Linked DNA regions of Sus scrofa: region 2 is linked to region 1. Evidence: chromatin contacts called from public promoter capture Hi-C data. All regions are on one chromosome and are shown on one strand. Each heading gives the region's core, a stretch centred on a gene start, on an enhancer-like site or on the middle of the called end of the contact. The rest is flanking DNA. Distances are from core to core; before and after follow the strand shown. Region 1 holds the start of MTPAP (mitochondrial poly(A) polymerase). Region 2 has its middle 90 kb from the start of MAP3K8.

The links. Promoter capture Hi-C pulls out the DNA fragments that hold promoters and counts their contacts.
Region 2: a promoter capture Hi-C map of liver shows a contact between it and region 1, with 7 times the contacts expected there. The contact joins the enhancer-like site here to the promoter of MTPAP in region 1. A contact is called at or near these places in 2 of 5 promoter capture datasets (liver and skeletal muscle), 7 of 47 Hi-C or Micro-C datasets (alveolar macrophages, blood, embryonic fibroblasts and 3 more) and 2 of 2 datasets of contacts at active chromatin or transcription factors (alveolar macrophages and skeletal muscle).

What each region holds. Positions count from the first base shown.
Region 1 is chr10:40,760,980-40,766,788 of Sscrofa11.1, forward strand. MTPAP (mitochondrial poly(A) polymerase) reads left to right here and starts at 3,438. Exons shown (of 11, transcript NM_001317082.1): 1 at 3,438-3,591. The coding sequence starts at 3,438.
Region 2 is chr10:40,653,478-40,659,286 of Sscrofa11.1, forward strand. No RefSeq gene overlaps it. Among named protein-coding and RNA genes, the nearest start is that of MAP3K8, 90 kb to the right of the region's middle. Within about 2 kb of position 3,099, at least 26 of the 83 cell types and tissues checked have an H3K27ac peak or open chromatin away from gene starts, as enhancers often do. A contact at or near this core is called in alveolar macrophages, liver, retroperitoneal adipose tissue and 1 more, where this site is marked.

The DNA.
Region 1 (5,809 bases), core at 2,188-4,687:
ATTCATCTTCACTTCTTACAACTCTAATAACCCTATTTCCAAATAAGGTCACATTCAAAGGTGCTGGGGGTTAGGACTGCAGCATACCTTTTTGGAGGAGGTCACAATGTAATCAAGAAAAAAAGTAAACTTTGTAAGCCAGGGAGTTCCCTGGTGGTCTAGTGGTTAGGATTTGGTGCTTTTATCACCTCGGCCTGGGATTTAATCCCTGGTGGGGGAACTGTGATTCCACATCAAGATACTGCACAACTTGAGGGCAAAACGCAAAAACATTTTGTGAGCCAATTAGTTGAGACTACCATTGGCAACAAGCATTCAATAATAACTGGAGTTTGGGAGTTCCCATCGTGGCGCAGTGGTTAATGAATCCGACAAGGAACCATGAGGTTGCGGGTTCGGTCCCTGCCCTTGCTCAGTGGGTTAACGATCCGGCCTTGCCGTGAGCTGTGGTGTAGGTTGCAGACGCAGCTCGGATCCCGTGTTGCTGTGGCTCTGGCGTAGGCCGGTGGCTACAGCTCCGATTCAACCCCTAGCCTGGGAACCTCCATATGCCGCGGGAGCGGCCCAAGAAATAGCAACAACAACAACAATAACAACAACAAAAGACAAAAAGACAAAAGACAAAAAAAAAATAATAATAATAATAACTGGAGTTTGGTTTTTTTTTTCCCATGTTTGAGAGAATCTATGGGGGTAATTTTTTTTTTTTATTGAAGTGTGCTTGATTTACAATGTTGTGTAAATTTCCACTGTACAACACCATGTTTCAGTTATACATTTATATACATTCTTTTTTCCATTATGTTTTATCACAGGATATTGAATATAGTTCCATATGCTATATAGTAGAAGCTTGTGGAGAACTAAGGATTTCGCCACAACTAACCATGCCCCTCCCTCACCTTGCCTTTCAAAGGGCTCTGCTGAAAACCTTCCAGGAGTCTGGGCTTTTTTAAGGCATGAGCCACCTGTCTCTTTGCTTGGTTCTGCAATAAACCTTTCTATGCTCCAAACTCTGACATTACCCCATTGTTTGGCCTCACTGTGTGTTGGGCACATGGGCTTGCATTTGGCAATAAATGGATGAAGAACAGTCTTTTCAACAAATAGTGCTGGGATCAGAGTTTCCATTGTGGCTCAGCAGGTTTGGAACCCTGACTAGTATTCATGAGGATGCAGGTTCGATCCCTGGCCTCGCTCAGTGAGCTAAGTGTCCAGCATTGCTGTGAGCTGTGGTGTAGGTCAAAGACATGGCTTGGATCTGGCATTGCTGTGGTTATGGTGTAGGCTGGCAGCTGCAGCTCTGATTTGACCCCTAGCCCGGGAACTTCCATATGCTGCACCCACAGCCCTAAGAAGCAAAAAAAAAAAAAAAAAAAAAAAAAAAAAGTGCTTGGATAATTGGATATCCATATCCAAAAAAATCAAGCTGGATGCCTACCTAGCACTAAATAAAAAATTAACCTAAAATGGACCAAAGACCTAAATGAAAGAGCTAAAAATATAAAATCTTAGAAGTAACATAAGGGTAAGTCTACACAACCTTGGGTTAGGCCATGCTTTCTAGATTCGACCCTAAAAGCACAGCCAACAAAGGAAAAAACAGAGAAATTGGATTTCATCAAAATTCCCTTTTATGTTTCAAAGGTACCATCAAAGAAGTGAAATTCGACACATGGAATGGGATAAAATATTTGCAAATCATATATCTGACAAGGGACTTATATCCAGAATATATAAAGAACTCATAAAACAATAGAAAAAAGACAAACAATCTAATTTAAAAATGGGCAAAGGATCTGATTAGATATTTCTCCAAAGAAAATACACAAATGACCCATGATCACAGGAAAAAAAAAAAAAGCTATGGAAAATAGCTTCATTGATAAGAATGTGCAGAAATTAGAGCTATGGAAAAAAGAGCTATGGAAAATAGCTAATGTTGATAAGAATGTGCAGAAACTAGAAAACACATACACCGTGGTAAGAATGAAAATGATGCAGCTGCATGTGGTTACTCAAAAAGTTAAACATAGAGCTATACTGTGATCCAGCAATTCCACTCCTGGGTGTACCCAAGAGAAATGAAAACATACGTCCACACAAAAGCTTGTACATGAACATTCATAGCAGCATTATTTATCATAACAAAAAGGTGGAAACAACCCAAATGCCCATTAACTGAGGAATGGATAACCAGCCACATGTGGCATATTCATACAATGGAATATTACTTTGCTATAGAAAGGAATGAGGTAACAAGACATGCCATTACACCATATTGTATGATTCCATTTATATGAAATGTCCAGAGAGGCAATTCTATAGAGATGCATAGTAGGTAAGTGGTTATTTAGGGCTGGGGGGGAGGGTGGCGATGAGAGGTGGTAGCTAATGGGCACAGGTTTCATTTGGAGGTGATGAAAATGCTTTAAAATGATTGTGGTTATTGCACATCTTTGTGAATATACTAAAAATCTTGAATAGCACACCTAAAGGGGCAAATTGTGTAATATGAATATATGAATTAAATCTCAATAAAATTGTTCCAAAAAAAGAAAGGGAAGAAAAGAAGGAAGGGAGGAAGAGAAAGAAAGCAAGAAAGAAATAGAGGAACGAAGGAAGAGAAAGAGAGGGAGGGAGGGATGAAAGAAGAGAGAAAGAAAGGAAGAAAGAAAGAAATCTTGTACCAGGAAACCTGGGTTTAACTCCCATCTCTGTCCCTGCCTAGCTGTACAACTTTAGAAATGTCACTTAACCCCTCTGTGCCTTAGCCTACCCATAAGTAAATGGAGATAATAAGAGTCCTACCTCACAGGGCTGTTGCAAGGATTAAAAGAGTCAACACCTGTAAAGCACATAGAACAGTGTTTGGTCAAGAAAAAGTGTTATTCAGTTATACAGCGAATGGATGGTCAACGCCACCTGCTGTAGAGCGCAGAAATCTCTACTCAATATTCTGTGATAACCAATACGGGAAAAGAATCTGAAAAAGAATGTATATGTGTATATGTATAACCCAATCACTTTGCTGTACAGTAGAAATTAACACAACATTGTAAATCAACTATACTTCAATATAATTTTAAAAAAAAGAAAAAAGACAAAAAGAAACAGTGTTATGGTTTATTATATTCTTAGGTTCCCAAGTCAGTGCTCTTTCCTCCTGCCCTTGCTCTCTGGTTCTGTTTTCACGGCTATGTGAAAGAGTAGGTGGTGTGCTCGTTCTCTGGGGGTCTTCTTTTGGAGAACCCGGAGAGCGGAAATAAAACGTGTTGAAAACCTCAGCCATCCCCATTCAAACCGCGTCTCAATTTCTTTTACACGTGAACGTTTTTCTCCTACTTTGACCCTCTAGGCTTCCCATCCTCTGGGCCTCGGCGCACATGCGCAGACGCCCGGCGACCTCCTGGCTCGGAGTCTCCGCCGCTCTGACAATGGCGGCCCGCGGCGTGGGACTGTTGACCCGGTTGTCCCTCGGTGCTCAGAGAAATCAAGTCCAGCGTGCTCTCCGTAGGCTTCTCAGTTGTCCGGGAACGGTGGCCGCAGACCTCAGGAGAGAAGAGCAGTTCTCGGGGAGCGCGGAGACAGGTAAAGGCGCCGGGTCTGTAGTCGCGGTGGGAGAGGGAAGGGGAAGCGGCCGTGGACCCTTTGGGGTTGGGGGAGGCCGCGTCCCGTCCTCGGCAGACCTCCCTCGGGGAACCGAGGGCCGCCGCCGTGGCTCGGACTGGCGGCGGGGTGGGTGTGTGACGGTTCTTTTCCGGAGACTCTTGTGCACAGTGATGACGTTATTGGAACCTGTGAAGTGCGTGCCGGCAGCACGGTTTGCTAGTGTTTGACAATTTGGCAAAGTAACGTTGCGGGTAATGAAAGTGATGCCTCGGCTCAGTCAGTCGCTTCCTTACTCCCAAATGTAACTGGTTTTGATGCTTACAAGGTGCTGATGGAGGCTGAGCGTGGTGAAGCCGTTGATTAATAACGGGGATTCCCGGTCATCCAGTGGAGGGTTCTGCCTCTGAAATTACTGTCGGTTGCTTTATGTTTCTGGCCATTTTGAGCAAAATCAGCTTGGTACCAGGTTTGAATCCACTGGAACAGGTTGTTGTCCCTCAGGCGTTCTAAATTTATATGCAAGTGTATTAAGTCCACCATGCTTGAACCTCTCTTGTGACCCCGGAGCTGCGTATATGTTCTTTACAATTCTTGAACAAATCTAGCAAGAAATGCATCCCTGTCTCCATTTTAGTGATGTGGAAAGAGGCGCAGAGAGCTAAGTGACTTGCAGCCAAGTTAATTTAGAATCCTTTGTTAAACAAAATGTGTTGATGTTTACCATTTCCTGGAGCTATAGTTTTAAGAAACAAAATAATTTCTGGGGACAGTTCTAAGGTAGACTAAACAAGTACAGTATTTCCCCTAAAATAAATGATAAGATTGCTGTCCTCATCGGTCTGTCTGAAAGACTCATATTGACAGAGTGAGAAATATTAGTTAAAACGACAGTTCATTGAAATGCCGATTGTGTTGTATTTAGTAGACGCTGCTTCTGTTAAAAATTCTTAAGTGACTGGAAATTGGAGCAAAACTTCTGCCAAAGAAGCTATTGCATTTTAACATGGTTTACGTTTGAGTTTTTTGTATGGTTTTTGAGATATTGAAACCTCTGAACTAGGCTTGGAAAGAGTAATTATTACTCCGTTTTATAATTGTGGAAACAGACTAACCCAGGTGGCTTGTTTATATTTACTCAGCTATTCAATAGCAAAGGTAAGAATAAAACCTCTGATTCCAAGGCTTCACTTAGTAAAGCTTTGTTGTTTTTCTTAGGAAATGTGCCTCATTTTGTATCATTCGGATAACATAACCCTCTAAAATATTTAGGGACTCATGAGGCATAACTAGTAACAATCCTCATTTGAATGTCTTTTTCATTTTTAAAGAGAAGCTACCTACACCTTATAATTCACTTAGAAGTATATAGTTTTGTAATTAGAAGGAAACTGAAAAATATCCAATTCAGTTTTTTACTCAGTGTGAGAACTCATTGCCACAACTTTGGTAGTTACATTTTCTGGTAACAAGAGACACACTATTGGAATTCCCGCTGTGGCCCAGTGGGTTAAGAATCTGACAGCAGTGGCTCGGGTCACTGCAGAGGTTCAGGTTTGATCCCTGGTCAGGCCTAGTGGGTTAAAGGATCTGGCATTGTCAGAGCTGTGGTGGAGGTTGCAGCTGTGGCTTGGATTCAGTCCCTGGCCCAGGAACTTCCCTATGCTGGGGGTGTGGCCATAAAATAAAATAAAATAAAATAAAATAAAATAAAATAAAATAAAATAAAAAGAAAACAAACACACTTGCGGTTCCTGCTGTGGCGCAATGGGATTGGCAGCATCTTGGGAGCCACTGGGAAGTGGGTTAGGGATCTGGTGCTGCTGCAGCTGTGGCTTAGTCTCCACTGTGGCTCCGATCTAATCCTGGGAACTCCAAAAATGACCGGGGTGGGGGGGAGAGAAAGAAAAGAAACACACTGTTTTATAAATAAGCCCACTTCCATTTTTGGTCAGGCTCTTAATGGCTGAAAAATAGTTATATAATCTACTAATTTCCTATTTCCTTGTTGGTCTTAGTTTTGACATAATTTTCATGTGAGTAGTAGAAAGAACCCTGATGTAAGGACAAGAATAGGTAGTGTATTGTTCAGGACTTTTTGGGTGCAGGTGACAGTAACTCGTACTAGCTTAAGTAGAAAGGGAGGATATACCAACCATGTCACCGTACCCGAGAAGGAGACGTGGCTACTTTAGGGTCT
Region 2 (5,809 bases), core at 1,849-4,348, 110 kb before region 1:
GAAAAATTGATGTGGCCTGAGCCTATTGGTTCCTTAAAAAAAACTCCTACATCTGCCACTACACACACACACACACACACACACACACACATGCATGCGCATGCGCCAGCCACACAATGTTGATTTGAGACCTGCAATTTTGGAGAAATTCTTTCTTTCATATACTCAAGGTCTGACTATCTTGTCTTACTTTGCCATAGGAATATTATGGAACTCCCCTCAAAAATGTGTAACCACCTAAAAAAAATTGCTTTTGAAGAAAATTCAAGAGCAAATTGGGCATGGCATGATCCCATTAACGTAATACACGTATGTATATGTATGTTTGTGAGGGTCCTGGAATCAAAGGGGTGCAGATATTTAGGGATGATTATATACAGGATATCAAAAAAGTTTTTTTCTTTTCACGGCCGCACCTGGGGCATATGGAAGTTCCCAGGCCAGGGGTCAGATTGGAGCTGCAGCTTCCAACCTACACCACAGCCACAGCATCTGGGGATCCAAGATGCATCTGTGATCCACACTACAGCTTATGCCAAGGATGAATCCTTAACCCTCTGAGCGAGGCCAGGGATCAAACCTGCATCCTCACAGACCACAAGCCAGGTTCTTAATCTGCTGAGCCACAGTGGGAACTCCCAAATTTTAACAGACGTTATCATTTGAAAATCTAGACCCTTACCCTGCAAAGCCGCAAGTTGTCCAGTGTCTGCTCATCACCCCAACTCCATTTTCTGTCCCTTTCCAATCCTAAGAATTTCAGCCATGCTGACCTTCTTTCAGCTTCCAGAACCCACCAAGGTCTTCATGTCTTGGGAACCCTTCCTGGAGGCTGCTGGCTCCTCCTATGCAAATCCTTCCCGGTTCCTGGCTACTGGTCCTTCCTCAGTGACATCTGCCCTGACCTGTCATTCAGGAAATGATTTCTTGTCATAACACCTGCTATTAGTTTCTGTTAAAGCACCATTTCACGGAGCTTGGCTGTAATTAGGCATTTGTTGGTCCACAAAATTACTACCTGATTCCCCCATTAGCCCCTTAGCATCTTGACAGCAAGCACTAGGCTTCTCTCACTATTCCATACTCTATGAAGATTTTCTGATGAAGGAAATAATTAATCTAGATCTAGCTCTAGATATATCTAGAAAAGTCTATCAAATTAGTAGTGGTGGTTCTGCCTGAACTGGGGTGACATTTGCCTTCTTTTTACTTTCCAGTACTTCACAAAAAAGCTCTAGCATAACTGGGTATTATTTTGTTAGATTTTCATTGAAGTAGAGTTGATTTACAATGTTACGGGGGGTTTTGTTTTTCTTTTTAGGGCTGCACCTGAGGCATATGGAGGTTCCCAGTGCAGGGAGTGAATCAGAGCTGAAGCTGCAGGCCTGCACCACAGCCACAGCAATGCCAGATCCGGACTGTATCTATAACCTACACTGCAGCTTATGGCAACACCAGATCCTTAATCCACTGAGCAAGGCCAGGGATCGAACCCAAATCCTCACAGAGACAATGAGTAGTCCTTAACCCACTGAGCCACAATGGAAACTCCACAATGTTGTGTTAATTTCTGCTGTACAACAAAGTGATTCAGATATATATATATATATATATCGTGTATATGTGTATATATGTGTCTGTATATGTGTGTGTCTATATATGTGTATATATATTCTTTTTCAATATATATATGTGTGTATACATATATTCTTTTTCATATTCTTTTCTGTTGCAGTTTGCCACAGGATGTTGAATCTAGCATTACTTTTGTAGTAAGAGAAACAAATGCATATATTTTAAATAAAATATTGATTTTGAATGAAAGCAGTAGGAATGCTTCCATGCTTTCCAGGGACAGTTCCTCACTCCAGGCAGGAGACCCCAGCCTCCGACCTGGATACCTACAATGGTGAGATTCCTCCATCATCGGGCCAGTTCCCCAGGCTGATACTATGGTGAGGTGCCCCGTTGCTCACTACAGAGGCTTGTTCCAAGTTGATGACCAGAGGAATCTGAGTTGAGCTTCTCAGGCAGGGTGTCCAGCTGCCAGCATCCCTGTAGGACCCCCAAGCTCCCAACCATTAAAAGCCAGTGAACCTCTCACATGGGTTCCTGGTCCAGAGGACCAGGTGTGTCTGTCTTCCTAGACATCTGACCACACTGAGCCTCGCTGCTCCTCCAGCTACAGTCTGGATGGAAGAAGAGTGTTCCAGGTGGTGCCGTGGCTCTGGCATAGGCTAGCGGCTGCAGCTCCGATTGGATCCCTAGCCTGGGAATTTCCATATGCCTTAGGTGCTGCTGGGGTGGGAGTGGGGAGGAATTCCAGGTGGGTGGCCTCACTTCCACAAGCAGGAAGAGGCTGTTAGGATGCCTTTCCACAGAAGAAATGGAGAGGAGGCTGGTGAGTTTTCCAAACATCCATGCTGGTAAAAGCAGGCTTGTTCCAGCCAAAATCATTAAACTTGTGGTCAATTCGATTCTCCAGGCTAGAGGCTGGGACACCCTGCTCCGCTCTGCCTGCCCAGCAGAGCTGGCAACAAATTCAGCGGAGGGCACACTCTCATGAAGCCTTGTAAACTATTGCAACCAGGAGCTCAAGGATGTAATGTATTTTCCCAAAGAGTCCATGAAAGACCCCCTTTCCAACCAAGGAGTCAGAAAATGCAGTTCCAGGAGCATTTCATTCTGAGTTCCAGCTGGAAGAGCAAAAAGGCAACAGCATCACCAGTGAAACTCCTGAGTTGTTTTTTTGTTGTTTTTTTTTTTTTTTTTAATGTTGGAAAAGATGTTGCACCTGAAACTGACCATGTGTTCTCTTTAGTTTGCAGTTTCAAAATGCTAAGAGCTCGAAACTGGAAGTTCCCGTAGCTTTTTTGGTTCAGAACTGAGAATGCCCAGGGGATGAGTAATAACTCTCCACGTTCTGACCTCTCGGACACGAAAGAGCCTGGAGATTGTGAAAAGATAGCACCGGGGAAAGTGTCAGCATTTTGACCACAATCTGGGGAAAAGGCCACGACTCGTCCCAAAGCCACACGACATGAACACGGATGTTAGCTTTGCAGGCAGTGACTCACCGGCTTCTGATGACACAGGCTCTTCTGAAGCAAACACAGTTCTATTTCACCCATCAGGCTGCACCTAGAAGTCAAGGTCACAGTGGCCAGTGTGACACGGGAGAGATGGAGAAATGTCACACTGCCCAGAGTAGACAGAGCATTGCTTTCTGTCCCAGGCTATTTGCTCAGCAGGCAACGGGTACCTTCCGTGACTGATATCATGGGTGGTTAAGTAGCAAGCAAACAAGAACTTTTTTCTGGCTTTTTTAGGATGGCACCTGCGGCTTCTGGAAGTTCCCAGGGTAGGGGTTGAATCAGAGCTGCAGCTGCCAGCCTACGGCACAGCCACAGCAACACAGGATCTGAGCTATATCTGCAACCACAGCTCACAGTAATGCCAGACAGAAGCCAGGGATCGAATTTGCCCCTCTTGGATACTAGTCAAATTCGTTTTTCCGCTACGCCACAAGGGGAACTCCACACTCCATTTAAATGGCTGTAGTGTAACCCAAGGATGGCATGTAGGGTAAACCCACCCCGCAAACACCCCAGAAGCTGAGAATGGAAAGGAAAAGTATATCCCGCCTGTGGTTTGGGCCCAAACCGGTCCTGTGACATGCAGAACTGGATCTTCTTTGTATTCAAAGGAAAAAGAAGGCTTGGAACACTGTGACCATGTTTAATCTGGAGAAGGGAAGGCGTGGGCAGGACAGAAGACTTATTCCACCATTTCAAGGGCAGGAACCAATATGAAGGGAAGTGGAAGCTTCTTGAGTTTTCTAACCATCTGAACTCTCAGACATGGAAGGTACTGCCAGAAGAAAACATTTTTGTTGAAAGTTGTGTTTTAGCAGAACCGGGATACACATCGTGATAATGGCAAAGGCCTCATTAAACGCCAGCTGAAGTCAGAATTGGGAATTCTCCTGCGCTAGGAATGGTCGAAGGCCTTTGAACATATACATAGAATCATCCATCGTTATTCCATGTTACTGAGGAAGAAACTGAGGATCAGAAGGCTAAATAAACTGCCTAAAGTTGTCCAGCTGTTCAGGAGTTCCCGTCGTGGCTCAGTGGTTAATGAATCCAGCTAGGAACCAGGAGGTTATGGGTTCGATCCCTGGCCTTGCTCAGTGAGTTAAGGATCCGGCGTTGCTGTGAGCTGTGGTGTAGGTTGCAGATGCAGCTCGGATCCCGTATTGCTGTGGCTCTGGTGTAGGCCGGCGGCTACAGCTCTGATTCAACCCCTAGCCTGGGAACCTCCATATGCTGTGGGAGCGGCCCAAGAAATGGCAAAAAGACCAAAAAAAAAAAAAAAATTTTTGTCCAGCTGTTAAGCACCTGCATTCAAACATCACATGTTCTCCATCATGCTGCATGAGGCATTGACCTCTACGCCCTTAAGGAGGAAAGGGTATTACTTTTAAATGTTATCAAAATTCTACATTCCAAGAGCCATAAATAGAACTCTCTCCCGTATAAAACCTAATGGGTCACCAAGCCTCTGATGGCACACCAGGGGACCTCTCTGCTGAAAATCCACAGGTTTCATGATTCACAAAAGGAAAGGACATCAAGAACTCTGTCTGAAATTTCTACCAGGAACATCAGAAATTAAACGTCCGTTTTTTTCAGACTATAAACTCAAGGTGACATGATTTTCAAAATTCATGGTTTATTTATTTTTTTATGTTTTTCTTTTTTTATTAAAGCATAATTGATTGACAATGTTTCTTTAGTTTCTGTTGCACGACTCAACAAAAAAACAAACAACCCAACTGAAAAATGAGCAGAAGACCTAAATAGAGATTTTCCAAAGAAGACCTATTGATGACCAGTAAGCACATGAAAAGGTTACTAAGTATTAGAGAAATGCAAATCAAAACTACAATGAGATACCACCTCACGCTGGTTGGAATAGACATCATTAAAAAGTCTACAAATAAAAAATGCTGGAGAGGGTGTAGAGAAAAGGGAACCTTCCTACACTGCTGGTGGGAATGTAAATTGGTACAACCACTATGGAAAACAGTATGGAGATTCCTCAGTAAACTAAATATAAAATTACCATAGTTTATACATTTTTGATGTTGCCATGCATGTTTAATTTTGGATTAAACTAATCTGTCATTCTCAAAGTGTGGTCTAGCGGTTCTTGGGCTTCCTCAAAATCTTTGTAGGGAGTCCTCAAGGTCAAAGCTGTTTTCATGCAAATATGAGCACAATGTTAACCTTTTTCACCATTATTCTCTCACTCATAATGCTTTGTGCTTTAGTTTCCAGAGGTTACACGAGATCTCAGCAAGGTTTTGTACTTTTTAGTGTACAAGGCTTTCACCTCCTTGGTTAAACATTTCTGTGCAAATATTAATTTCTTTTCAATACTATTGAAAGTGGAGTTGTTTTCTTTTTTTTTCTTTTCTTTTTTTAGGGCCACACCTACAGCATATGGAGGTTCCCAGGCTAGGGGTCTAATTGGAGCTGTAGCCCCCAGCCTACACCACAGCCACAGCAATGCCACATCCGAGTCGAGTCTGCGATCTATACCACAGCTCACGGCAACACTGGATCCTTAATCCACTGAGTGAGGCCAGGGATTGAACCTGCATCCTCATGGATACCAGTCAGGTTCTTAACCTACTGAGCCACAGTGGGAACTCTTGGAACTGTTTTATTAATTTCCCTTTGTTGTTTATTGTTAGAATAGAGAAATGACTGATTTGTGAGTGTACATGTTAAAAATAAGATTA